Regions from separate parts of the Mus musculus genome. Here all the other regions are linked to region 1. Evidence: chromatin contacts called from public HiCAR-type and HiChIP or PLAC-seq data. All regions are on one chromosome and are shown on one strand. The core of a region is the stretch at or near the end of the contact, and the rest is flanking DNA. Distances in the headings are between cores, read along the strand shown.

What was found. HiCAR-type assays count read pairs that join an accessible place to other places. HiChIP or PLAC-seq counts read pairs in DNA pulled down with a chosen protein or histone mark.
Region 2: a contact with region 1 is called in a HiCAR-type map of astrocytes, with 3 times the contacts expected there. The contact joins the enhancer-like site here to the promoter of Slc15a4 in region 1. A contact is called at or near these places in 4 of 115 datasets of contacts at active chromatin or transcription factors (astrocytes, embryonic basal ganglia, embryonic forebrain and 1 more).
Region 3: an H3K4me3 HiChIP or PLAC-seq map of embryonic basal ganglia shows a contact between it and region 1, with 6 times the contacts expected there. The contact joins the enhancer-like site here to the promoter of Slc15a4 in region 1. A contact is called at or near these places in 6 of 115 datasets of contacts at active chromatin or transcription factors (embryonic basal ganglia, embryonic forebrain, embryonic hindbrain and 3 more).
Region 4: an H3K4me3 HiChIP or PLAC-seq map of forebrain shows a contact between it and region 1, with 7 times the contacts expected there. The contact joins the enhancer-like site here to the promoter of Slc15a4 in region 1. A contact is called at or near these places in 13 of 115 datasets of contacts at active chromatin or transcription factors (astrocytes, differentiating embryonic stem cells, embryonic basal ganglia and 9 more).
Region 5: an H3K4me3 HiChIP or PLAC-seq map of embryonic forebrain shows a contact between it and region 1, with 2.3 times the contacts expected there. The contact joins the promoter of Fzd10 here to the promoter of Slc15a4 in region 1. A contact is called at or near these places in 3 of 39 promoter capture datasets (cranial neural crest, hippocampal neurons and second pharyngeal arch cranial neural crest), 2 of 484 Hi-C or Micro-C datasets (both in embryonic stem cells), 6 of 115 datasets of contacts at active chromatin or transcription factors (astrocytes, embryonic forebrain, embryonic stem cells and 2 more) and 1 of 9 other capture datasets (embryonic stem cells).
Region 6: a contact with region 1 is called in an H3K4me3 HiChIP or PLAC-seq map of embryonic forebrain, with 6 times the contacts expected there. The contact joins the enhancer-like site here to the promoter of Slc15a4 in region 1. A contact is called at or near these places in 1 of 484 Hi-C or Micro-C datasets (stem cell-derived motor neurons), 11 of 115 datasets of contacts at active chromatin or transcription factors (craniofacial prominence, differentiating embryonic stem cells, embryonic basal ganglia and 8 more) and 1 of 9 other capture datasets (adipose tissue).

The regions. Positions count from the first base shown.
Region 1 is chr5:127,615,002-127,618,827 of GRCm38.p6, reverse strand. Slc15a4 (solute carrier family 15, member 4) reads left to right here and starts at 1,436. Exons shown (of 8, transcript NM_133895.1): 1 at 1,436-2,013. The coding sequence starts at 1,459.
Region 2 is chr5:128,536,677-128,540,360 of GRCm38.p6, reverse strand. No RefSeq gene overlaps it. Among named protein-coding and RNA genes, the nearest start is that of Gm38612, 32 kb to the left of the region's middle. Within about 2 kb of position 1,565, at least 23 of the 459 cell types and tissues checked have an H3K27ac peak or open chromatin away from gene starts, as enhancers often do. A contact at or near this core is called in astrocytes, where this site is marked.
Region 3 is chr5:128,416,956-128,420,732 of GRCm38.p6, reverse strand. The region is part of intron 1 of Tmem132d (transmembrane protein 132D); the gene reads left to right. Among named protein-coding and RNA genes, the nearest start is that of Tmem132d, 14 kb to the left of the region's middle. Within about 2 kb of position 2,187, at least 5 of the 459 cell types and tissues checked have an H3K27ac peak or open chromatin away from gene starts, as enhancers often do. A contact at or near this core is called in embryonic basal ganglia, where this site is marked.
Region 4 is chr5:128,482,220-128,486,387 of GRCm38.p6, reverse strand. No RefSeq gene overlaps it. Among named protein-coding and RNA genes, the nearest start is that of Gm33738, 41 kb to the right of the region's middle. Within about 2 kb of position 2,732, at least 42 of the 459 cell types and tissues checked have an H3K27ac peak or open chromatin away from gene starts, as enhancers often do. A contact at or near this core is called in differentiating embryonic stem cells, embryonic stem cells, forebrain and 3 more, where this site is marked.
Region 5 is chr5:128,599,559-128,603,194 of GRCm38.p6, reverse strand. It overlaps Fzd10 (frizzled class receptor 10), which reads right to left and starts at 2,089. Exons shown (of 1, transcript NM_175284.3): 1 at 1-2,089. The coding sequence starts at 1,977. The coding sequence ends at 229. It overlaps Fzd10os (frizzled class receptor 10, opposite strand), which reads left to right and starts at 2,508. Exons shown (of 6, transcript NR_015517.2): 1 at 2,508-2,658.
Region 6 is chr5:128,450,250-128,454,045 of GRCm38.p6, reverse strand. No RefSeq gene overlaps it. Among named protein-coding and RNA genes, the nearest start is that of Gm33738, 8.7 kb to the right of the region's middle. Within about 2 kb of position 1,690, at least 9 of the 459 cell types and tissues checked have an H3K27ac peak or open chromatin away from gene starts, as enhancers often do. A contact at or near this core is called in differentiating embryonic stem cells, embryonic forebrain and stem cell-derived motor neurons, where this site is marked.

The sequences.
Region 1 (3,826 bases), core at 187-2,686:
GCTTCGCCATTTCCCTGAAGAGACTGACCCATCGGATTAGTTAGTACCAGTCAGACTGCGCAGTGAGTTACCAGCTCAGTCAGTCCAAATGGTTTATTAGCCTTATCATTCCAATACAGAGTTTGTTCAAGTATGTCATGCTTAGCTTAGCAGAACTTTTTCTTTTTAATTGCCTGTGTCTGTATGTGTGGACATACATGCAGTGTCTGCTGTCTATCCATTGTGTGGGGCTCCCAGCAGGGGGATAGAACTCAGGCTATCACCAGGCCGGGTAGCAAGCACCTTTACTTGGTAAGCCATCTCACTGGTCCAGTCTTTAAGCAAACGTTCCAAGACTCAGTCTTACTTACCAGCAGGACTAAGAGTCAGTTATAGGCTGTAAATAAAGGTTTTGGTTTTAGTTTCTTTTCTTTTCTTTTCTTTTCTCTTCTTCTTTTCTTTCCCTTTCTTTCTTTCTTTTTCTTTTTTCCTTTCCTTTTTTTTTTTTTTTTTTTTTTGAGACAGGGTCTCACTATGCAGCCCTGGCAGAACTCACTGTGTCGACTACACTGGTTTCGAACTCACAGAGATTCGCCCGCCTCTGCCTCCCAAGAGCTGGGATTAGTGGCATGTGCCACTAAAGATGTGTTTAGTTTTATGTGTATGGATGCTTTGCGTTCATGGAGGTCTGTGCACCCTGTGTGTGTGCAGTAGCCCTGGAGGCCAGAAGAAGGTGCCGGATCCACGAGGAACTAGAGTTACAGATTGTTAGGAGACACAAGGTGGGTGCTGGGAATCGAGCCCAGAACCTCTGACTAGCAGCCAGTGCTCTTAACTGTGGAGTTATCTCTTCAGTCCTTAAAATAATAATAATAATAATAAGAAGAAGAAGAAGAAGAAGAAGAAGAAGCAGCAGCAGCAGCAGGGCGGTAGTGGCGCACGCCTTTAATCCCAGCACTTGGGAGGCAGAGGCAGGCGGATTTCTGAGTTCGAGGCTAGCCTGGTCTACAAAATGAGTTCCAGGACAGCCAGGGCTACACCGAGAAACCCTGTCTCGAAAAAAACCAAAAATAAATAAATTTTAGTAATTTTTGTTTTAAGAAGAGACAGAAAAGTGAGATACCAAGAGAGGGAGAGGAGGCCGAGACTGTTACACTTGACGCCTGGGTCCTGAGAAGATGGCAAGAAGGGAAGATTTAGACCCTGGTGACCTGGATTAGGAACCCAGTTTGGGGCCGGAACCTCGGAGTCTAGGGTTCCAGTTTCCCGGTGGAACCCCTCCAGCCATAGGAACCACCATCCCTCCACGCATCTCAACAACAAACCGCTGTCAAGTGAAAGGCCCGCTTGGCCGGATTTCCGGGGGCGGAACCGGCAGCCACCCCCGCCCAGCTTGCCCAGTTAAAAGGCGGCGGCGGGAGAGGGAGGGAACTCGCTGTCTCGCGAGAGTTGGGCTACCGAGTCCTCAGTGAACCGGCCATGGAGGGCGAGCGGGCGCCGCTGTTGGGTTCGCGGCGTCCGGCAGTGTCGGCGGCGTCCGCGGTGTTCGCGGGGCGGCGTGCGGCGTGCGGGGCGGTGCTGTTGGCCGAGCTGCTGGAGCGCGCGGCCTTCTACGGCGTCACGGCCAACCTGGTGCTGTTCCTGAATGGCGCGCCGTTCGACTGGGAGGGCGCGCAGGCCAGCCAGGCGCTGCTGCTCTTCATGGGCCTCACCTATCTGGGCTCGCCGTTCGGGGGCTGGCTCGCCGACGCCCGCCTCGGCCGGGCCCGCGCCATCCTGCTCAGCCTGGCCCTCTACCTGCTGGGCCTGCTGGCCTTCCCGCTGCTGGCCGCGCCCCGCTCGCGCTCCTTCCTCTGCGGGGACCCGCGGCCCGAGCTCGTGCGCAACTGCTCGGCGCCCTTCCCCAACGGGTCAGCGTCGTGTCCCGAGAACGCCGCGCGCCGCTGTGCCCCCGCCACCTTCGCGGGGCTCGTGCTCGTGGGTCTCGGGGTGGCCACGGTCAAGGCCAACATCACGCCCTTCGGCGCCGATCAGGTGAGCCGGACCCGCTCAGGTCTTCCCGGGTTTGGGGACCACCACCCCCCCCCCCCCCGCCGCACCTCCTGCGCACCACGGCTACCCGAACCTAAGCGTTGACTTTAACAACGCTGGGGACACGGGGGAACTGGCACGGTAGCCTGTGTATCATCTGCACCTCCTGTCCCCCAGGGTTCTTCCACTGATTGGAAAAAAGGAGCCACCCCAAACACCTAAGCCTACATCCCCACTTGCCTCTGCACCTATGCGCAATCGATCGGAAAGCACAGGGCTGCCCACCAAGCTTCCCAACCCATAGACCTGCACCCCACATCGCCTCAGATCTAGAGAAAGGTTAAGGTGAGGGAGAGGAATTTCCCAACCCAGGGAATCTCCCTTGTAGTGCAGAGAAGAAGGCCACCTGCCTCTGATCCCTCCTTGTTAGTGGAGGTGAGGAAGGAGACCTGCTCTTCCCTTGGAGAGTGGCAGGAGGAAACCCATCTGCTCCAACACCCGAGTGGGTAGGAGGAAGGGCAAGACTCCCTCTAATGCGTGTGGGGAGGAAGCCCATGAGTAGAACCCATTCCACACCTGGCACTAGGTCCAGGACTGAGTAAGAGGGAGTAACAGCCCCTTCCCCTCCCCTGTGCGCACCGCTGTCCACATCTGCTCTTGCATCTGGTAGGGGACTGTAGGAGGGGAGAGAACAACACCCACCCTCTGCTCTGGGGGAGCTTTGTGTGTGTGTGTGTGGGGGGGTGGTGGTGGAAGTACTGGAATAGGGGAAAGCTGTATAAACAGTTATGATCTGGGTGGTAAGGAAGAGTTGAGGTGGGATTTATTCGTGATGCAGTAACCATTGTGGTTTTAAGGAGAAGGGACGTTCTGTTGGTGGAGTCATCTGCGTTGAGATCTGAAAGAGAAAAGGGTGAAGTTATGACTTGGAGGATAGACATGTACAAAGGCTCTGACACTGCCCTAGCTTCCCTTTTACAAAGTTAGGGGCAAGAGACAGGCAAGCGCTTAGTTTCCATCTTTAATGCTTTAAGTAAGTTTTGGGGTAGGGTGTGGCAGGTGGGAAAGACCAGCATCATTCGCTGCTACTCTGACATCCAAGAACAAGGGATGAGGAGGGAGCCAGAGCTGTGGAGCCACATCTGCTCTGCTTCCCTTTCTTAGGGGACTCCCATGCCAAGAATAGTTCTAGTGGTCAGATGCAAATAGAGTATTTTGTAAGCAGTGGAAATTATGTGGGGTTTGAGTGTCAGGCTCTCAGGATAAAGCTTGCTTTCTTCCTTTCTTTCTTCTTCTTTTTTTTTTTTTGGTTTTTCAAGACCGGGTTTCTCTGTGTAGCCCTAGCTGTCCTGGAACTCACTCTGTAAACCAGGCTGGCCTCGAACTCAGAAGTTCACCAGCCTCTGCCTCTCAAGTGCTGGGATTAAAGGCGTGCGCCACCACTGCCCAGCTTAAGGTCTCATTCTTAATTGCTTACACATCCCCGACCTCTGCCTTCCATGGAGCTGTAAAACTGAGTAAAGCAGGGGCTAGATAACTCCTAAAACAGAACACGTGTTGTCCTGTTTCAGAAAGACTGCAAATAGCTATCCTAGAGTGCGTTGTGTGCCAGGAGGGTGAGAGCACGGCTCAGACTACCGCTGGTCTGAGGAGAGAAGTGTGGCCTAGAGTGGAGGCAGTGCCTTGGACTGAAGGTTGCACTCAGATTGGGAGGCTGGCTATAGGAAGTGCTAGAGGGTTATTTGTGTGTAACAGGGAAGGTGAGCCCTGGGTCTTGGTACAAAACTGATCCTTGAGAAGCTGAAATTGAAGTCAG
Region 2 (3,684 bases), core at 316-2,815, 920 kb before region 1:
GGAGAATCAGGAGTTCAAGGTTGTCCTGCGGTACATAAGGCATAAGGCCAATCCGGAGCACATTATGCCTTATTTCAAGACAAATAAAGAAAAAGGCAAACCCAGACAAACATTGTGTACACCACCACAGGCAGCCATGCTGTTTGCTTCCAGGCGTTTTCTTTCTTTCTTTCTTTCTTTCTTTCTTTCTTTCTTTCTTTCTTTCTTTCTTTCTTTCTTTCTTTCTTTCTTCCTTCCTTTCTTTCTTTCTTTCTTTTTCTTTGCAGATTTCTATTTTTTTGACACCAGAAGTGGGAGAAGACATTTCCTGCCATTCTTCATAGACGGACAAAAGCCAGAAACCAGGGAATGAAAAGAAAATGGGAGAATTCTGCGGCAAGCCAAGGAAACTGTGGGCTGTCTAAAGGCTACGTGTCTGGTGGGAAGAGTAGATGGATTCTCCCCACAGGCTCTCAGACAAACCTTGGGTCTCTGTCAGGCCCTTAATGGGGCCATGTTTCTGAGGTAATAGCTTTTGGTGACCTGGAGGGAAAAGAGCTAGACACTGTTGCCCAGGGTGGAGCAGGTCAGCATGCCTTCAGTGGCAATGGCCCTTCTTGTTGGGGGTCTTCTAGAATTCATGACCATCTAGGGATGAGAAGATGATGTGAAGGGGAGACTGGAAATGCCTTTAATTGCTGTCATTTAGGGTTTCCTGTCCGAGTTTCACGGAACCCGTTAGAGTGATTGTTACAAGTGGCTGTCCCAACAAATGCCCCATACCTTCTCTCATGTATTGAATAATGTACAAGACGGACTTTACTGTGAGCCACTTTTAAGGTTCCCTGTCATTTCTTCCCTGTGCTTAGACTGTACCAGTATCCTGGTCCCAAGTGACTCTTGTTCTTATTTCGGCCACAGCATTGTAAAGAGTAGGGACCTCTGTGTCTGGGATCACAGGGGGACCTGTGTTAACTGAGGTTCCTATCTGTGACATTTCCTGGATCATCTCAGGCTGCCGATGCTCCAGCCATGCGTAAGGTGGAGGGAACAGGGACAAGCTCTGTGTCCAAGGGCTGGGTCTCATGGCTTGTGCTCATTTTTTCAGGCTAAGGCTTGGGAACAGAGATAATTAGGTCTGAATGGCAAAGGAGCCTGGGAAATTCAGACCAGCTCTCTGCCAGGGAGGAGGAGGCCGATGAATTTGGGGGAGCAGTGTCCTCAGGCATTCTCCCACACTGGGTAGGCTCCGTGGATCTAGTCCTCAGGTCCCCCTGCCTCCAGTCTTGGCCAGGCATCTGGCCCACACTTGGCCAACTGGGCATTTTCTCCCATGGCTTCTGAAGTTAAGAGGCATTCACCAGGGAGACTGGAAGACCAGGCTTAAGTAGATGACTTCCGTGGCAGCAGATGAAGCCTTTCTCCTCCCCCCGCCACAGTGACCCTGAGAGCCTGGTTCTTTGTCCACCTCCAGCTTTGCCAGCTCACCGGAGCGCATGAGCGCATGAGCTATTTGATTAAATGAGACAAAGATGTTGCTAGAGATGCTAGCAAAAAATGTTCACCCATAGTGCAGGATGCTAGGGGCATTTGTGGTGACTCATCTTGATGGTATGTCAGGACAATGGAGAGCTGACTGGTGAATACTGGCCATCTCTATGTGAGTCCTGTTCAAATGTCCTCCTCTTGGTCTTCTGGAGAGCAAGAGAGAGAGACATAGAGGGTCAGGGAGACAGAGAGAGAGACACACACACCGAGAGATAGAAAAAAAACAAGACAGGGATAGAGAGAATGTGTATGCAAAGAGATAGAGACACAGAGAGAGACAGAGGCACAGACAAAGAGAGGGAGCTAGAGGCATAGAGATACAGAGAGATAGAAACATAAACATCAGAGAGAAAGAAACATAGACAGAGAAAATGTGTGTGTGTGTTTCTATGTTTCTGTGTATGTGCATATGTGTGTATGTTTATGTGTGTGCAAAAGACAGACAGGCAGAGATTGTGGCTGAATAGAAAGCATCCAAACAAAAGAAGAACCTCATACTCCCGTGAGCCATGTTAGTTTTGTGTATATTATTCTACATCTGTGTGTGTGCACAGTGTGTATATGCAGCAGGTGCAGGTGCTGGCACAGACTAGAAGAAGCCATTAGCTTCCCTGGAGCTGGAGAGAGGGTCCTGTATGTGCTGAGAACCAAGGTCTGTAAGAACAGCAAGTACTCTTATCCACTGAGCCAGTCTGCAGGCCCATGAAGCATTTTTTTTTTTTAAACCACAAATGCTACACCAATGTGAAATAATTTTATATGGAAACAAAGCCAATGGGAAAGAGATGCAAGATTAACTCAGGATGTAACTTACCAAAGCAAGAACAACCAAATCCCAGATCTGTCTGCTCTGAAGGGAAGCAATACCCCATGGTATCAAATAGAGGTGTGTAGCAAGTCGGGGAGGATACTATGCTGGCCACAGGCCTCGCAGGTCCTCCTGGGTCTGCTTAACTTACACTAGGTCTGAATGTTAAAACTGCCAAAGTCAAAAAGCCAAGGGAGATCAAGCCAATGTTTTAAATGTATTTTTTTATAGCTTTTTGAGAATTGCATGCATGAATACTGCATAGAATTTCTGCCCCTCTCTCTCCCACTTTCAAATCCTCCTATGTACCCCTCCTTCTCTCCCAATTTCATAACCCAATCTTTTATAATTATTATTGTTACATTATACATACATACACACACTGCCATATATGTATGTACATATAATACATATATATACACACATATACACACATATATGTGATACACACACGCGCGCGCGCGCACACACACACACACACACACACACACCAGTCACAGAGACCAGTTTTCCCCATAGTTCATAAGTTTAGGGCTGACCACGTGTAATCGGATAGCCTATCAGGGGGCTTGTCCCTGACGACTGATTCTTCCTCTCAGCAGCCATTGGTTGTTCATAGCTCTTCACTGGGAGGCGGGTCCTTGTGGAACTTCCCCTATCCGTGTGGGCACGGTGCAGTTGGCTCTGCTTTCTTCCAACAATCTGAGCTCTTGTCAGTTCACAGCTTTGTTGCTCCATGGTGACTCCCAGCAGGGGAGGTTGGCAGTACCTGCAGGTCTTTAGACAACTTGCTGGTCCTTGCATCTCTTGCTGCATCTGTGCTCCCTGTGGGAGCAAAGGCACGCACGCTCCAGGAAACATGGCTGTGTACCTGAGCGATGAGGAGCCACCGTGATCCACAGAGAGAAACTCCAACTGAATGCATGCCCTCTCTCTTCTCCTTCCGGCCCACTTTTTTCTCATGAGCGAGAGGATTGCAAACCACACACCCCGGATTCCAGCTCTCTTCTCAGCTTCTTCCACCATTCCTCCCAGCTCCCCCAATCTTCCCGTGCTAGGTTTCCCCTGCATCCCCTGGGGCCCTGTCCACAAGTACAGGTGGAGGGCAGCCTCTGCCGTCTCGGTGGCTGGGAAGAGCGCCATGCAGATGGATCCTAATTATAACCTGGAACCAAATTACTTTTAATGACTTCTCGTAGCTTCCCAGCCCAGTTCCAGCCCCCACCCACCAGCGAGGAAGGTTTAATGGCCCCGGGGATAGTTGGTAATCCTGAAAGTATTAAACTGCTTGGCCAGTGAGGAGGAGGGCACTTAAGACGCATCAACCGGGAGAAGCATGGAGGAGGGTA
Region 3 (3,777 bases), core at 938-3,437, 800 kb before region 1:
CTGGCTCACCTGTGCCCCTGTGCCTGGACCCGAACCACAGGGTAGGATTGCCCCAAATCATCAGATACTGTGTCATTGCTTTCATAGTAGGGGGCGACCTCATCTAGGGCCAGCTCTTTGCTCTTTGCTTCATTTCAGCAGAGGCACCTGTTCCTAAGGACCCACCAGACCGTGGTTCAGGTTCCATCACCATCTGTGTGTCTCACCTACAGCATCTTGGCATTCTGAGTCTGAGGAAGGTGCTCTGGCCCACCCTGTGCCAGGGTGGTGACCACAGAGGAGTTCGTCCCATCCAAATGAATTATCGACACGAGTTAGCTCTCTGTTGCTGTGACAACGTGCCCGAGAGAATCAGCTTAGAGAAGAGCTTTTGCTGTAACTCAGGCTGTCAGGGTTTGGGCTTTGGCTTTACTTGACCCTGTTGCTTTTGGGCAGTGCATCAAGGCAGAGAACACGTACTAGTGAGAAAGAGGTTCAGCTCGTGGTGGGCAGGAGGCAGGCAGAAAGGAAAGGGACAGAAACAGGATACACATTTCAAGGGGACATCTCTCTCTAAATACCCTAAGTCAAGTTTCCATCCCCTCCCATTCAGCTATGGCCCCCACCGATGGCTCGCTCCTCTCATGCATTCAGAGCCCTTATGATTCAATTACCCCCCAAAGGCCCTACCTCTTACTCTTGCCACACTGGGGACTAAGCTTTCAGCATGCTCATCTTTGGAGACATCACTACTACTCTGTTGATCTCACAGCAGATGTGATTATCAGTCTTGCAAGACCTCAGCAAGAATGGGCCTATCCATCTCTTGCCATGGTGAGGAGAAGGGCTCACGAGTTTATCCCCAACCCAGTACCTGTAGGAAGTTAACCGGCGCTAGGGTGAGAGGGTCATGAGGCCCTTCCCTTTTCCGAGGATCCACAGGCAGCTAATTGTTGCTTAGGGAGAGATGTTTTCATCCATGGTGCAACCATTGGAAAGATCCTATGCTCCGCTAAGCAACCTATCAGACCTTTGCAGGTAAGCAACCCTAAGGAAACTCATTGGTCCACCAGAATAAACATATATATACCTTGCAGGGGAGAGGGAGGAGAGTCTGTATGGAGGTAGAAGAGCGGCCGGGGGAAACACTGGGAGTAGGAGGAGAATGGGACTCGAAGGAGGAGATGATCTCAGTAGACAATGTACAATACTGCCTGCTGAATCCCTTCATGTGTGCTTGACACATGCCAGTAAAATAGAGACACTTCAGATCTAAACCATGAGACTCGTACAGACATGAAATATATGTGGACTGTCTCCTGTTGCATTTGTTTTCCAAGAGGATTGTGGAAATGAGCGGAGATGTTGGGACACGGATTGACATCATGCTGGGCTTGGTCTGGGGACTCCAGTGAGACCTGAGGAATCTAACATATCTGATCTTTTCCCTTGATCTCACAAAGGCCACTGTCCGTCTGTCTGTTCTTTAGGCAAAAGGATACCCTTAGATCAGAGTGGCATCCCTTTACCCTCAATTTAGAAAAACAGCTCTCCCCACCCCCATTTTAAAGGTTCCTTCCAAGTCTCAACTCAAGTTTTTGCTCTACGAGACCTTTGTGAACCAACGCCCACACTCAGTAAGATGTGATGGGCTGAAAGTTTAGGCTGTTGGTCCTCCGTGCAAAGGCTAGAGTGGAGCTCTGTTTAAGACTCTCACAGGAACACAGGGAAGGGATGCTGTCAAGAGAGCATGGCTGCTCATGACCAACAGGACAGTAATATCCAGTTCTCATAGCCACGGCAGTTTGCAACCCGAGATGTCAGTATTCAGCTTTTTCTCTAGCTTTTTAAACTTCCCAGGCGATTCCATGCTTCAGTCTCAATGGTGAGTCCCAGTCTGGAATCTCACCCTCCAGGAGAAGTTACTCCATCCTTTGAATGTGTATTTAAATGCAATGTAAGCTTTTGTTTCCAACGACTGTAATTTTTCCGAGTCCTTAATTAGATGTGAAAACTACACGCACAATGCAAATTACTGCGGTGAATAAATATTTGCGTTATGCTCCCTTAAAAGCAAGCATCAAAACACACAATCGCTTGTTTTACAGGCATTCAGTGTTCCGAGACGCCAAGATCTGTGGAGCTACAAAGAATTCTCAGGGAGAGAGAGCAGTTTGAGTAATGCGATTAACATTCTGGGTGGGACTGAAACAACAAGGAGGGGTTGTGGGGGGAAGGCAGCGGTTTTGACGTACAGACTTGCGAGCGCAGTTTACAAAGAAGCCTGTCCCATCATACGGAATTCTGTGTATCTGTTCCAAGAACATGTCTGGCTTGATTTCCCTAATTAGGTGGTACACATTAGGGAGTTGGGTTTTGCCTGCACTTCAGATAAGTATAACATCAAAAAGAGGAGGGAAGCCCGGTTTGGAAGACACACCAGTGTTACAGAGAGCCTAATACTCAGACTTTGACAAAAGCTTGCAGTGTATAGTGGGGCTGAAGGTCATGCTTACTCTTTCTTAGTTTTCCCAGAATGGCTTGGCAGAATCTCCTTCAGGGCTGTGGCTCATTTTGCCAGTTAGAATGTGTGTCCTTGAAGGTCACACCATGGGAGGGGGTCAATTTTGAATAGGAAGAGGATGCTATTCTTATTTATTTGTGAGTATGTGGGTGTATGTATATGTGAGTTCGTGTACCTCTGCGTGTGTGTGTGTGTGTACAAGACCTCATGTGCTGTGATGCCTGTAGAGGTCAGAAGACAATTTTCCATCTGTCTGCCTTCCATCTTGTTTTGAGTCAGGGTCTCTCTTGTTCCTTCTGACACTATACAGCACGCTCCATGATAACTGAGCCCGGGGCTTCTGACAGGTTCTTTGGGCTCTGTCTCCCATCCTATTATAGGAGTGCTGAGGTTTCAGGCATTTTTTACATAGGTTCCAGGGATTGAACTCAGGTCATCAGATTTGCTCAAGCAAGCCTTTACCCACCAAGTCACCTCCTCTGTCACTCTTTTATAATTTAAAAGCCCTGGTGAATCAAAAGGGGTGTAAAATGGATAAACAACAGGGTCAGGGGATAGGCCAGCAACAGGTAGACTCATCAGGTCCCCAGCTCTGTTATGTCACAGGTGTGAGTTTGGGTTGACAAATGGTCTGCTGTCAGTGTGTTTTGGGACAAGGATTAGGTTCCAAAAATGTAGATTTTCCTGCAGTTCTGGGTTGATGAGCCAACTGGTTGGTCTTCCATCCCACGTTGGCCCATCAGTAAGGGCACCCATCTCCAGATGGAGGAAGCCAGCAGTTTCTCCAGGGCCACCTCTGAGGCATGGTATCTCTTCTTTCATTGCCAGGATCCCTGGGCCTGGGCTGCTGGGTGCCCTGCAGTGACACAGTTTTCTGGATCCAGTTCCTTTCAGAAAGGGGAAATGAACACAGACAAGAGCACCCTGGATTCTTGAATCTTGAGTGCAGGGCTAACTTCCTGTCCCTGACTCTGTACAGAAGTATCATTTCTTCTGATATATATATATAGTTTCTTTTATATATATACGCATATATATATATGTGTGTGTGTGTGTGTGTGTACATACACATACATACACACATACACATATACATACATATATACACACATATACACACACATATATACATGCAGTAAAACCCACATATGTATATGTATGTGTGTGTATATATATACATATACACACACACACACACACACACACACACACATATATTTTGATCATGTTTATTCTCTGTTGCCCACTCTTGTCCCATGTATATGTGTATGTGT
Region 4 (4,168 bases), core at 1,483-3,982, 870 kb before region 1:
CCTCCCCCACCACAAAACTATTTTGTTACTACTTCATCACTGTAATTTTTCTGCTGTTATGAATTGTAATTTAAATATTTTTTTGGAGATAGAACTTTGCCAAAGGGGTTGAGACCCACTGCAAGAGGCAGAACTTGATCTCATCTCTTGGAGAGGCAAGAGCCCTTCTAGTTGGGGAACAGTGCGGGGGATCATGGCCTTCTGTGGAATTAGGACCAACCTCATCTAAGGCCATCAGAACCAGTGTTGACTTGGACCCCAAGGTCAAATGGCCACATTTGGTATAGAAGCAGTCATTGTCCCACGTGGCCCTTTGTGCCTCCCATGATATCCCCCATCTCTGATGCATACTATCTGTTCCAAAGGCTCTTTAGAATTCTGAGGAGATTCAACTAATTCCCTAACTCCACTCTGATTCCATGGACCATGCTAGGATGCTCTCCAGGGTAAACCAGTCTCTTGCTATCCCACCTGGAGCATCTCTAGATCCATTAAGCTGCACCTGGGCCCAAGGAATGTGTGATGTAGAGGCTCACCAGGTAGCCTTGGGATCCATGGACACACAGCAGACCCTGCCTTCCCTCCATCCTCAGAAGCCTATGTCCCATGCAATTGGAAACCACTGGATATTAAAGCCAGAGTGGAGCTATTGGTCAACAGTTGGGGAGTTTGCTATGGACAGATTTCTTAATGGGTTTCAGGCTTTGGAGATAAACATATTAACAAGCTACAACTACTGTTTGGGAGAAAGCATTTCCGACTGATGAATATTCAGACTTTCTGTGCATACTTTTCTAAAGAGTTTCTGTTCTGGGGTAGGCAGCAGAGACTCATTCATGATTGTGACATTACAGTCACTAACAGCACTGGAACGAACTGGTTACAGTGGGTGATCCCAAACTGGGCATACAGTTAGTGGTAGTGTCATGCCTATTTGTCTCTGTTCCTTGGTGGCACTGTGCCTCCTGGTGACCTGTTCATTCCAAATGTTAATGGCTGTTTGGGTAAAATGAATGAATGAATGAATAAATAAATAAATAAATAAATAAATAAATCCACTATGGGTTGGGGAATTGTAGATAATTTGGTTTTGCTTGCTCCAAGTGTTTAAAACTTCAAAGTGACGGTACTGGTTCTTTGTCATGCTGCTGTGACAAAATACCCAAGGGGGATGGAGAGATGGCTCAGTGATTAAGAACATTGGCTGTACTTCCAGAGGACCTGGGTTCAATTCCCAGCAGCCACATGGTGGCTCACAACTTTCTGTAACCCCAGTGCTGGTGATCTGATGCCCTCTTCTGGTTACCACAAACACATACATCATGTACATGCATGCACATGTGTACACACACAAACGTGTACACACACACACACACACACACACACACACACACGCACGCACGCACTTTAAAATAAAATACAGTACATGCCCAGCAAAAGAATCTTAAGAAGGGAGGATTTGTTCTGGCTTACAGTACCAGGGGAGAATACAGTCTACTGTAACAGAGAAGGCATGGTCATAGGAGCTGTGTGGCAGCTGGCCACATTGTCTCTGCAATCAGGAGACAGTGACAGTCCATGCCCCCAGCCCATGGGATCGAGCCTCGCACAATTCAGGTGAGTCTTCTTACCTCAGCCAGCTCTCTATAAACACACCCCCTCATAGATAAGCCCAGAATTTGTCTCTTCCCTGATTCTAGATCCTGTCACGCTGACAATGTCAACCATCACAGCGATCCTGTCGAAACTCATCAAGAAACCCGCAAAGTGACATATTATTATGACTTTTAACTGGTGTATGATTGGTAATCTGGGAGTGTTTAGAAACCTTGGGACTTGTTGATAGACGTGGGGGGAAAAAGTGTTCTTTAGGCTTCTCTCGAGCCAAATAAAAATACAGCAAACGTATACAGGAGAAGCACAGCCTTCTATGATAGACTGGGACTGGGATGGCTGAGAGAGAGAGGAGGGGGCTTAAGCTGGCTTATGGAATCAATGAAATTGACCTGGAGAAAGCCGTGCTCCTCCCAGGTGACAGCAGCCTTTAGTCTAAGCAGACTCATTAGCGACAGCTCATTGATGTCCCTGGGGAGGGAGAGACTGTCCAGCCACCTGGTGACAAGACACTGGCTCATCCCTGAGTGCCACCTTCCACAGCAGAGGAAGGGTTTTCTTTTTCTATTCTCTGCTTCTGAATGCCCAGCCCTGCTGGTGTACCGGTGGAACTGGCTTCCTGCTCTGCTAAGGACCAACGTCATAACATGATGTGTCAGCTGAGTTTCTTTCTCTTTGGAGTATGGATTCTTCTAAAAACTAAAAAAAAAAAAAAAAAAAAAAAAAAAAAAAAAATTAAAAAATTAAAAAATTAAAAAATTAAAACTAAAAGAAAATAGAACAAAAGAACAGCACTAGTTTTTTTTTCCTTTTTTGGGGGGGGGTCTTCCAATTCCCACTCCTCCAGTCATTTAGAACCTGTTACAGCCACCCACAGACTTTTCAGTGGGGTTGCTGAGAAAGAAATGCTTCGTGCTTTAATGTCTTTTAAAAATCTTTTTTTAATATTTTTATCTTTGAGAGTCTTCTGTGAACAGGAGAGCATCCTAGTGTATGCCGAGCGAGCGCAAGAGATACCCAAGCTTGTGTTTCCTGAAGTTAATGTTCACCACTGCTCTCTCCCTAATGAGCTCGGAGACATTTCCCCATCTCACACAGAAGCAAGTAAATGTGTCTGCATGGGTCTGCTCTGGACGGACAGAGCTCCAGAGTCGGCTCCTGGACAGGGTTCCCAGTGATTGACAGCGGGTCCTCATCCGCAGCGGACTGCCTCCTCCAGGTGGGGATGGGGTCGGCTACTCTTCTGCGAGCTTCTTCCCAAGTCCTTGGTGTTATAACGGGAATGAATTGGAGGCCATTTGTTTTCCTTCGCAAGTGCCAGCTTTTTAAAAAACAGACACCTACACACCTCTCCTCAGATCTCAATCTATTATGAGTTTGAAAGCAACATATTCTTGGGATTGAAATCACCTCCTTCACACACCCGAAGAAGCACACCTCTGCACTTTTCAGGATATTCATGAGAGGGAAAGAGCGAGGCTTGTGTTCTGTTCTCCTCACTGCAGGATCCCCCACCCCCTTCCGTTCTGATTCGCATCTTTTAATCCTTTGGCTGAGTCCTAGGGGGATGAGTTTGGCAGGATTGGCCTGGTTTGCATAACAAAAGCAGAATCCAGTCCCTGAACAAAATGACCTGAGAGACTGCAAGTGACCCTATGTGGAGAACTGCTGGGGGGAGAATTGTTGCCCTGGATGCAGTTTCGCTGTTCCTGGCAGCAGGAGCCCAGCGGCAGCTACACTCCCACAAGCCTGTAACTGCACCCGAACCCCGTGTATCTCCGCAGTCACTCGCCTCAGCAGCTGGGGTCCTTTCTAATTAGCCACCTTGTGTCCTGGCTGACCTCAATTTCTGCTCCTTGGAGAAGATAAATCATCTCCCTTATCCCCGGCCGATGGCTCAGCCCAACCTTTGAGCTCATGACGGAACGCTCCAGAAACAGAAGCCGAGGAGCAGAACAAGGCTGGTCGGGGTTCGGGAGGCAGCTTTGTAGCCGCTCGTAGCTGGACAGGAAGGTACCAACTGAGCTGAGCTTGTCTGTCCTGTCTGCTCCAAGCTTGGCAAAATCAACAGAAACCGGGTCCCAGAGCAGTGGTTTTCTCAATGGAGGGGTTAACTCAAGAGGGGTTGGAACCCAGAATCCAGGGGAGCTTTGCAGCCCCCCTAGGTCACGCACGGAACCAGCCAAATCCAAGTTTTCAGATTTGGGTGGGGTGGAAGCCAGGGCGTAAATATTTCCCATCCTTAAACTTCATGGGGCTGTCGCTGAGGTTTGGGGAAGAACTCTGACAGGATTAGGATCGTTTGCTCACTGAAGAAGATGTGTGTGGACAGAGCAGAGGGGAAATCATCTAGGGATGCGTGAGTTATACCGCGTACTGCCTGTTTCCTGGGGTCTTCAATCGGGCCGCTCACATAAGCAATTCCTTCACAGACTGGTCTGATGCCTCAGTGAGAAAGCGCAAGGACTTGAGTTCAAGCCCCCAGAGCCCATGTAAGAAAGCTGACTGAGACGGTGTGCTTGAAATCCTACTGCAGGTGAGGCAGAGACAGGAG
Region 5 (3,636 bases), core at 840-3,339, 980 kb before region 1:
ACCCTTCAGGGAGGCAACAAACTGAACAGAACCCTTTACATTCAGCTGTTCTGAACCTCAAGGTAGACTTCATGTATGTGTAAATATATGCATATATATGCACATGCATACACATACATGTATATATATATACATATTCTTTTTACTTTGATTTACCAACAACCAGCCAACCAAGAAAAGCTGCCCATTTGGGCTCCGAATGTCCTGTTCTTGCAGCCAGCTCTGCCTTCACACGCAGGCTGAAGGCTGGGCGGGCAGTTCATACTTCCCAAGGTGAGGTTTTTGGGGGTGCTGGGCTTTTTTGTAGATCCCTGCACTGGTGACCACACTGGCTGGTTTCCTCCGGCTTTTTCTCTTTAGCCCCCGGCTGCATACGTGTTGCCAGGACTGCAGGGTCTTGGAAGTCCAGACCCACACCCCACTGGTGATGCCCACCACCAGCAGCATGGACACTTTGACCATGAAGACCTCCACGGCAGGGATGGAGGTGGTCATCAGGCAGTCAGGTGTCTTGGTCTGATTGTTCATCTTACACTTGTGCTGGGTGGCCAGCATCTTCCAGTAGTCCATGTTGAGGCGTTCATAAAAATAGCAGGCAATCACACAGGTGGCCGGCACAGTGTAGAGGAGGGAGAAGACCCCTATGCGTACCATGAGCTTCTCCAGCTTGTCCGTGTTCTCCCCACCCGTTTTCATCACCCTCCGGATGTGGAATAAAGCCACAAAGCCGGACAGGATGAAGGAAGTGCCGATGACTAGGTAGCAAGCCAGCGGGACCAGCACGAAGCCGGTCAGAGCATTGACATCCATGCTGCCCACATAACACACACCAGTGAGCTCATCCCCTGCCACCCTGCGCATCACCAAGATCAAGATAGTCTTCACAGCCGGGATGGCCCAAGCTGCCAGGTGAAAGTAGCTGCTGTTGGCTTCAATGGCCTCATGGCCCCACTTCTTTCCAGCAGCCAGGAACCAAGTGAGGGTGAGGACCACCCACCATAAAGAGCTGGCCATGCCGAAGTAGTAAAGTACCAAGAAGACTAAGGTACAGCCCGTGCTCTCCAGTCCTTCCTGGATAACATACAGCTGCCCACTGTCCCGGTCACAAGCGATGCTCTCCGCGCCCGCGAAGAGGCGGATGATATAGCCCACCGAATAAACGCAGTAGCACATGGAGAGGAAGATGATAGGACGTTCGGGGTACCTGAAGCGCGATGGGTCGATGAGGAAGGTGAGCACGGTGAAGGCGCTGGAGAAGAAGCACAGCACGGACCAGATGGCCAGCCAGACCACAGCGAAGCGCTTGTCGTCGCGGCTCCAATACACATCCACCCCCGGAGTGCAAAGCGGTGCGCAAGATTCGCTCTTCTCCACATGGTGGAACTTGCCTGGGTTGTCACAACCTGCGCGCCCCGGACCCCCGTCCTTTAGTGGGTGCTCCTGCGCGCTGTGGGGCCTCTGGGGCCTGAAGAGCGGAGGAAACATGCCAGAGCCCCGGCTGGGCTCATCCGAGCCGTTGTTGGGTGCCTCCATGCACAGGTAGTTGGGGTCGTTCTTGTTGGGGAGCTTGCTGCAATCCAGGGAGTCCGGCCACCTGAATTTGAACTGCTCCATGATCGGCGAGCACTTGAGCCGGGCCTGCTCGCACATGACCCGGCAAGCAGGGATGGGTGTGGAGACCTGCTCGGTGCACATGGGCGCGTACAGCGAACACAGGAAGAAGCGAAGGTGGCTGTGGCAGCCGTACTCCACGAGCGGCGCGAACTCGTGCAGTTGGATGGCCGCCTCGCGCTGGTTCTCGTGACCCATCAGGTTGGGCATGCGGGTGGTGTTGTAGCCGATGTCCTTGCACATGGGAATCTCCACCGGCTGGCACTTGCCGTCTCCAGGGCGCTCTAAGTCCATGGAGCTGATGGCCGTGCACGAGCCTATCATCACCTGCAGCACCAGCCACAGGCGCGGGCCCGGGTGTTGCATGGTGGCGCCCTCAATGTCCCAGCGCCGCTCAGGGCCGCCGCTCCCGGGCACGGGCTGTTGCTGCTGCCCGCGGCTCCGCGCCCCGGCTCGGGCCCCCGCGCATGCCCATCCAGTCTGGCCGGAGCGCTCGCGGCGCCCGGGGCCACCGCGGTGGGCGCGCGGCCTCAGCGGAGTCGGGGGGCGGCGGGGGAGGGGAGCGAAGTTTGCAAACAATACGGCGGAGCGAGCGCCGCTCAGCGCGCAAACTTTGGCCTCTTCTTCCGGGCGCGGGCGATCGCGGACCGCGGTGGGGCAGCGCGGGCACACCGTGGCCCTGGGCCCTGGAGCTCCTCCCTCCCGGCGCCCGCAGCTGCTTCCAGCACGGCGTCCCGGGATGAGAAGACTTGCAAAGAGGCAAAGAGTAGCAAAGAGGGAAAAAAAAAAAAAAAAAAAGCAAAGCCGATTGGTGACAGGCCCCGCCTCCGCCCGCCGCCCCGCCCCGCTGCTGCTTTGCATCAGAAAGCCTTGCGCCCCGGGCAGCCTCCGCCCTCAGCCCCAGCTTGGGGCTGGACCCCAGCCTCCAGCCTCACCTCCTGCCGGCCTCTCTGCTTGCCCTCCCCGCCCCAGAGGGGGGGTGGGAGGCCTTGAGATTGTCCCCGGTACCCCAAGGACGCCGAGGTTACGGGAAGTTTGGGGACTCGGGTAAGGGTGGTCCTCACCCGGGGTTGGGGGCTGGGGACGCATCTTCTACTTTTACGACCGGGCCCTGGCGGAGGGCACTTTCAAAGAGACACGGGATTTGCGTTTTATGACCGTGCTCATAAAAAAGTGGCCCCTCGGCTTGTAAAGCTGCCCGCATCTTCCCGAAGCCGGGGGTTTGCTGCCCGGGGCGCGGAGCTCGGACTCCGGGGAGGGGCTGCCTTTGAAATTTCAAAAGGGCCGAGTGCAGGGGAGGGGGAGGGGACTTGGGAAGCCGGAGTTTAGGGCCTCTTCTGCAAGGTCTACTCAAAGAAAGAAGGGAGGGGGCGGGGAGGAGACTTTCCGGGCCGCTGACACCCCGCACCCCGAGAAGAGGGGCTTGGCTTGAATCGTGGTGACCCTTGCCCCGCCAAGGCCACCGTGTTGGGGACCATCGCGCCAAGCCGGCTGGTGGTTTCTCCAAGCGGCTGAGTTTATTTATTATAGGAAGTTGTGTATTTATATTATTTGGCGAAAGATGTGCTCGGCCTGCGTCCTCCTGGGAGGCGGAGGCTGAGCCCCGGCCTACACGCGCACGGCTGGTTCCCACGCAGAGTGGTGGGGCCTCTCCGTGCCTTGCTATGCTGGCTCCTGCCCCTTGGTTGGTTTTGGGCTAATCTGTGATAAGGACACAGAGCTTCAACCTCCTTCCCCCGCACAGGGAGTGAGTGCACCATGGGAGCCCACCGCAGTCCTTAGATGTCCGAGAGATCTGGGGTGCGGCACCTGTCGCGGACTCTTGGCTTTGGATAAACAGCCCTCAGGGCGGTGGCCCACTCTCTCCTTAGACCCCACCCCACCCCCATTCAGGTCTGCGTTTTAAGTGTCTGGGAAACTACCAGGACCTCCAGTGCGGACTCCCCCAACTGCATAGGTGCAGCTAAGTCCCCTGCTCATCTTTCGGCCAGTCAGTCTTGCGCACCCCAGGGCCGAGTTGGGTGC
Region 6 (3,796 bases), core at 441-2,940, 830 kb before region 1:
CCTGCAGCCTTTGGTCTATTTCCCTTCTCTACCATATACCTACAGGGGACGTGCATCCAGATGGCTCTTGTGCTTCTCTGCTTCCTTCAGCTTCTTTTCTAGACCCATCTAGATCAGTGGTTCTCAACCTTCCCAGTGCTGTGACCGTTTAATACAGTTCCTCATGTTGTGGTGTTTATCTATCATCTATCTATCTATCTATCTATCTATCTATCTATCTATCTATCTATCTATCTGTCTATCTATCTATCCATCTATGCATACATGTATGTATCTATCATCTATGTATCTATGTATGTGTACATGTATGTATATATATGTATCTATGTATGCATGTATGTATCTATCTATTATTTGTCTGTCTGTCTGTCTATCTATCTATCTATCTATCTATCTATCTATCTATCTATGCATGCATGCATGTATTTATCTATGTATCTATGTATGCATACATATATGTATCTCTCTAGCTATGCATGCATGTATGTATGTATGTTTGTATATATGTATGTATGTATATGTGTATCTCTCATCTATTTTCATCTGTCAGTTCTGTTCTATAGAGAACCCTGACTAATAGACTAAGTGTTTGGGAGGCAGAGGCAGGAGAATCACAAGTTGAAGGTCACCTTAGGCAACTTACTAAATTCAACGCCAGCCTTGACTATATAAGACCCTGTCTCAAGAAATTAAATGTATGTATACACATGAGTATAGATTCAGATTCCATACCATTTGCAATCACTCTTCTCAGTCAGCTTTAATGTCATCTCTATAAATACTCAAGTGAAATCAGTCATTTTCACATGGGAAAATTTTTGTTTGCTTCGTTGTGGGTAACAGAAACCTCAGGAAAAACTAATCCTTATATGATGCCCACAGCACACACAGTCACAAACTCATACTCTCACATACTCACATGTACACACACAGTCACACCCTTGCACACTCACACACACATTCTCACACACATGCACTCAAACACTCATGCCCTCACACTCACACATGCCCTCACAGTCATACACACTCGCACACTGGCGTACATACACACATACACTCTTGCATACATAGTCACACACTCACACACTATCACACAAATCCACACTATAACCACAGACACATATACACACTCATCCACACTTATACACATACTCACAAACATTTACACTCACTCTCACACATACACATGTTCACTTACACACATATACACACTCATACACACTCACATACACACTCACACATACACACTTATACACATATACATACTCATGCACATATTCATCCTCTCTCTCTCTCTCTCTCTGTCTCTCTCTCTCTCTCTCTCTCTCACACACACACACACACACACACACACACACACACATACACACACACTCTGACTATTTCAGGAGGTTTAATAGAAACCTCAAGACAATGGGTGCATGTGTATGTGTCTGGTTTTCATGCTCTGCCTGTCCAGTGTCTGCCGGGATAGATTCAAACTGTATGCACTCAGCAAGCCTACTTCTCCAGGCAGCTAACGGCTTAATCAGGGAGCCCAGCCCCCTCCACTGTATGTTTGCCGCATCCCCCCCCCCCGAATATGCAGCTCCAGCCTCTTCCCTGACACATGTCTTCCTCTGTTGCTCAGCTCACAGAACAGATGGCAGACACATAACCCGCCTCAGAATTCAGTTGCAAGTATCAGGCAGCCTGATCATGTGAATGGTCCGTCTGGGGATGGCTGCCCACCATTGGTCTCCTCCTCCAGGGCTAGAGGAAATCCACTGAAGAAGCAGTTAGAAAGCTCATGCCACTGCATAGATCCCCTCAAAGAGGCTCACCAGGGCTCCTGGTAGGACCCACAGAAACAAGGAATGACAGACAAAGGCAAGAAGAGAGAAAAGGACACTGGGTATATGTAGGACTGAGGACTCAGCTGGAAGCCTGTCCTCTGTTGTTGGGGAGCACCAGGGAGCACCTGCTGCATCTTGAGTTACATCTGGAGAGTCACAAAGGTCCAGATTATTCATGAGGCTCCTCTGGCTTCTGAATAAGGTTCCCCCACAAGCTGCACCTTCAGCAAGGGCAGCCTTTCCAGGCATTCAAAGCTGTGGGGAAAAGGGCATTTTCAGTGAACCAAACGTCACCTTCATCTATTTGCAGAGGAACAAGGAATAAATAAACGGACTCAGAAGTATAAATGCGTAATGAATAAAATAACAGCAACAACAGGACGCGGCTGACCTCTCCAGTTACTTGCTCATTGCAGTGAAAGCGGCTTTCTGTACCTGTCGCCTGCCTGCTGTGCCTCCAATCAGGATGAAGTCCTTAGACAGTGTCAGGCTCCCACAGTGCTTGCTGATGACACTTGTAAATTCGGGGAGGATGTCTACGTTGAATTAAAATGTGACTATTAAAATTCTACAATGCAGTCTTCCAGAAGAAATCGCCAGTCTTTTAGCCGAGGCACAAGAAATGGCTTTGATTAAAGCTCCATGAAACACACAAATATCCCATGATTATGTGCACAGGCTGAGTCCCAGCAGTGAATGAAAGAAACTCCTTTGTAACCAGTAATCTTGTAGGTTTAATCTTGGTGGGTTAGGGAAATTTTACATAGGGGCTGCTGGGGTGACTTAGCTTGCTGCCAGACCCAATGTGTAGAGTTTGAGCTCTAGTTCCCACATGGTGGGAGGAGGGAACGAAGTCCCCAAAACGTATTTTTTTATCTCCATAGGTTTGCTGTGGTACTTCCCCCTCCCCAATTAAAAAGAAAAGGTGTAAAAACAAAACAAAAAAAACCTAAGGAGCGGTGGTGGTGAGATAGTAACACTGGCTGCCCAGGCTGATGGCCCAAGTTTGAGTCACATGGCGGAGGAGAGAACCAACTTCCACAAGTTGTGCTCAGACCTTTCCCACAGTGCTGTTCCAGGCATATGCCTCCTCCTAACATGAACACATGTAATTTTTAAGGTTCTTTCAAAGATTTTACTTGATGTGGGTTGACTGCGAGATATGTAAGTGCAGTACCCAACGAGGCCAGAAGAGGGCACTGGTTCCCCCCCAATGGGTGTGGTCTTGAAGGCTGTAGAGGCTGGGCCAGTGGATCCAGGACATTTTGAAAGATATGTTAATAGTTGTTCTTGTTGCTGACTTAGCTCCCTCTACTTACTGTTGGCTACTATGTGAAGAGTCTCCTTCACACCCTCCTGCCACCATGAGCTCTGCTGTACTACTGTGCTACCATTCCCACCATGGTGGACTGAGACACCGTGAGCCCCATTCAAAATAAAACAAAACAAAACAAAACAAAACAAAACAAAACAAAACAAAACAAAACATCATTCCATTAAGTTGTTTGTGCTAGGACCGTGACGGAACAGTCATGAACACCACCTTTTTTTTTTTTTTTTTTTTTTTTTTTTTTTGGTTTTTCCAGTCAGGGTTTCTCTGTATAGCCCTGGCTGTCCTGGAACTCACTTTGTAGACCAGGCTGGCCTCAAACTCAGAAATCCACCTACCACCTTTTTGGTCTGTAATCCGGTCCAGTCCATAATGAGACCTCAGCCACTGCTGTTGGCCATGGTCAATATTAGCTTTCACTGTCACTGTTGGGGCCCTCCCTGTGTTTAGCAGGTCTCCTTTTCCCTGTGACAATCTCTGGAGATTGCAAGTCCCTAACCCCAGCTCAGCAGTGCACAGTTTTCAGAGCTGATCTTCCCATGTGTCTTCTGGCTTTGCGGCTCTGTTGCAAGATGACTACAGGACACTCAGGGTCACCCGCTGAGATCTCTCACAAAGAGAAACAAAGGAC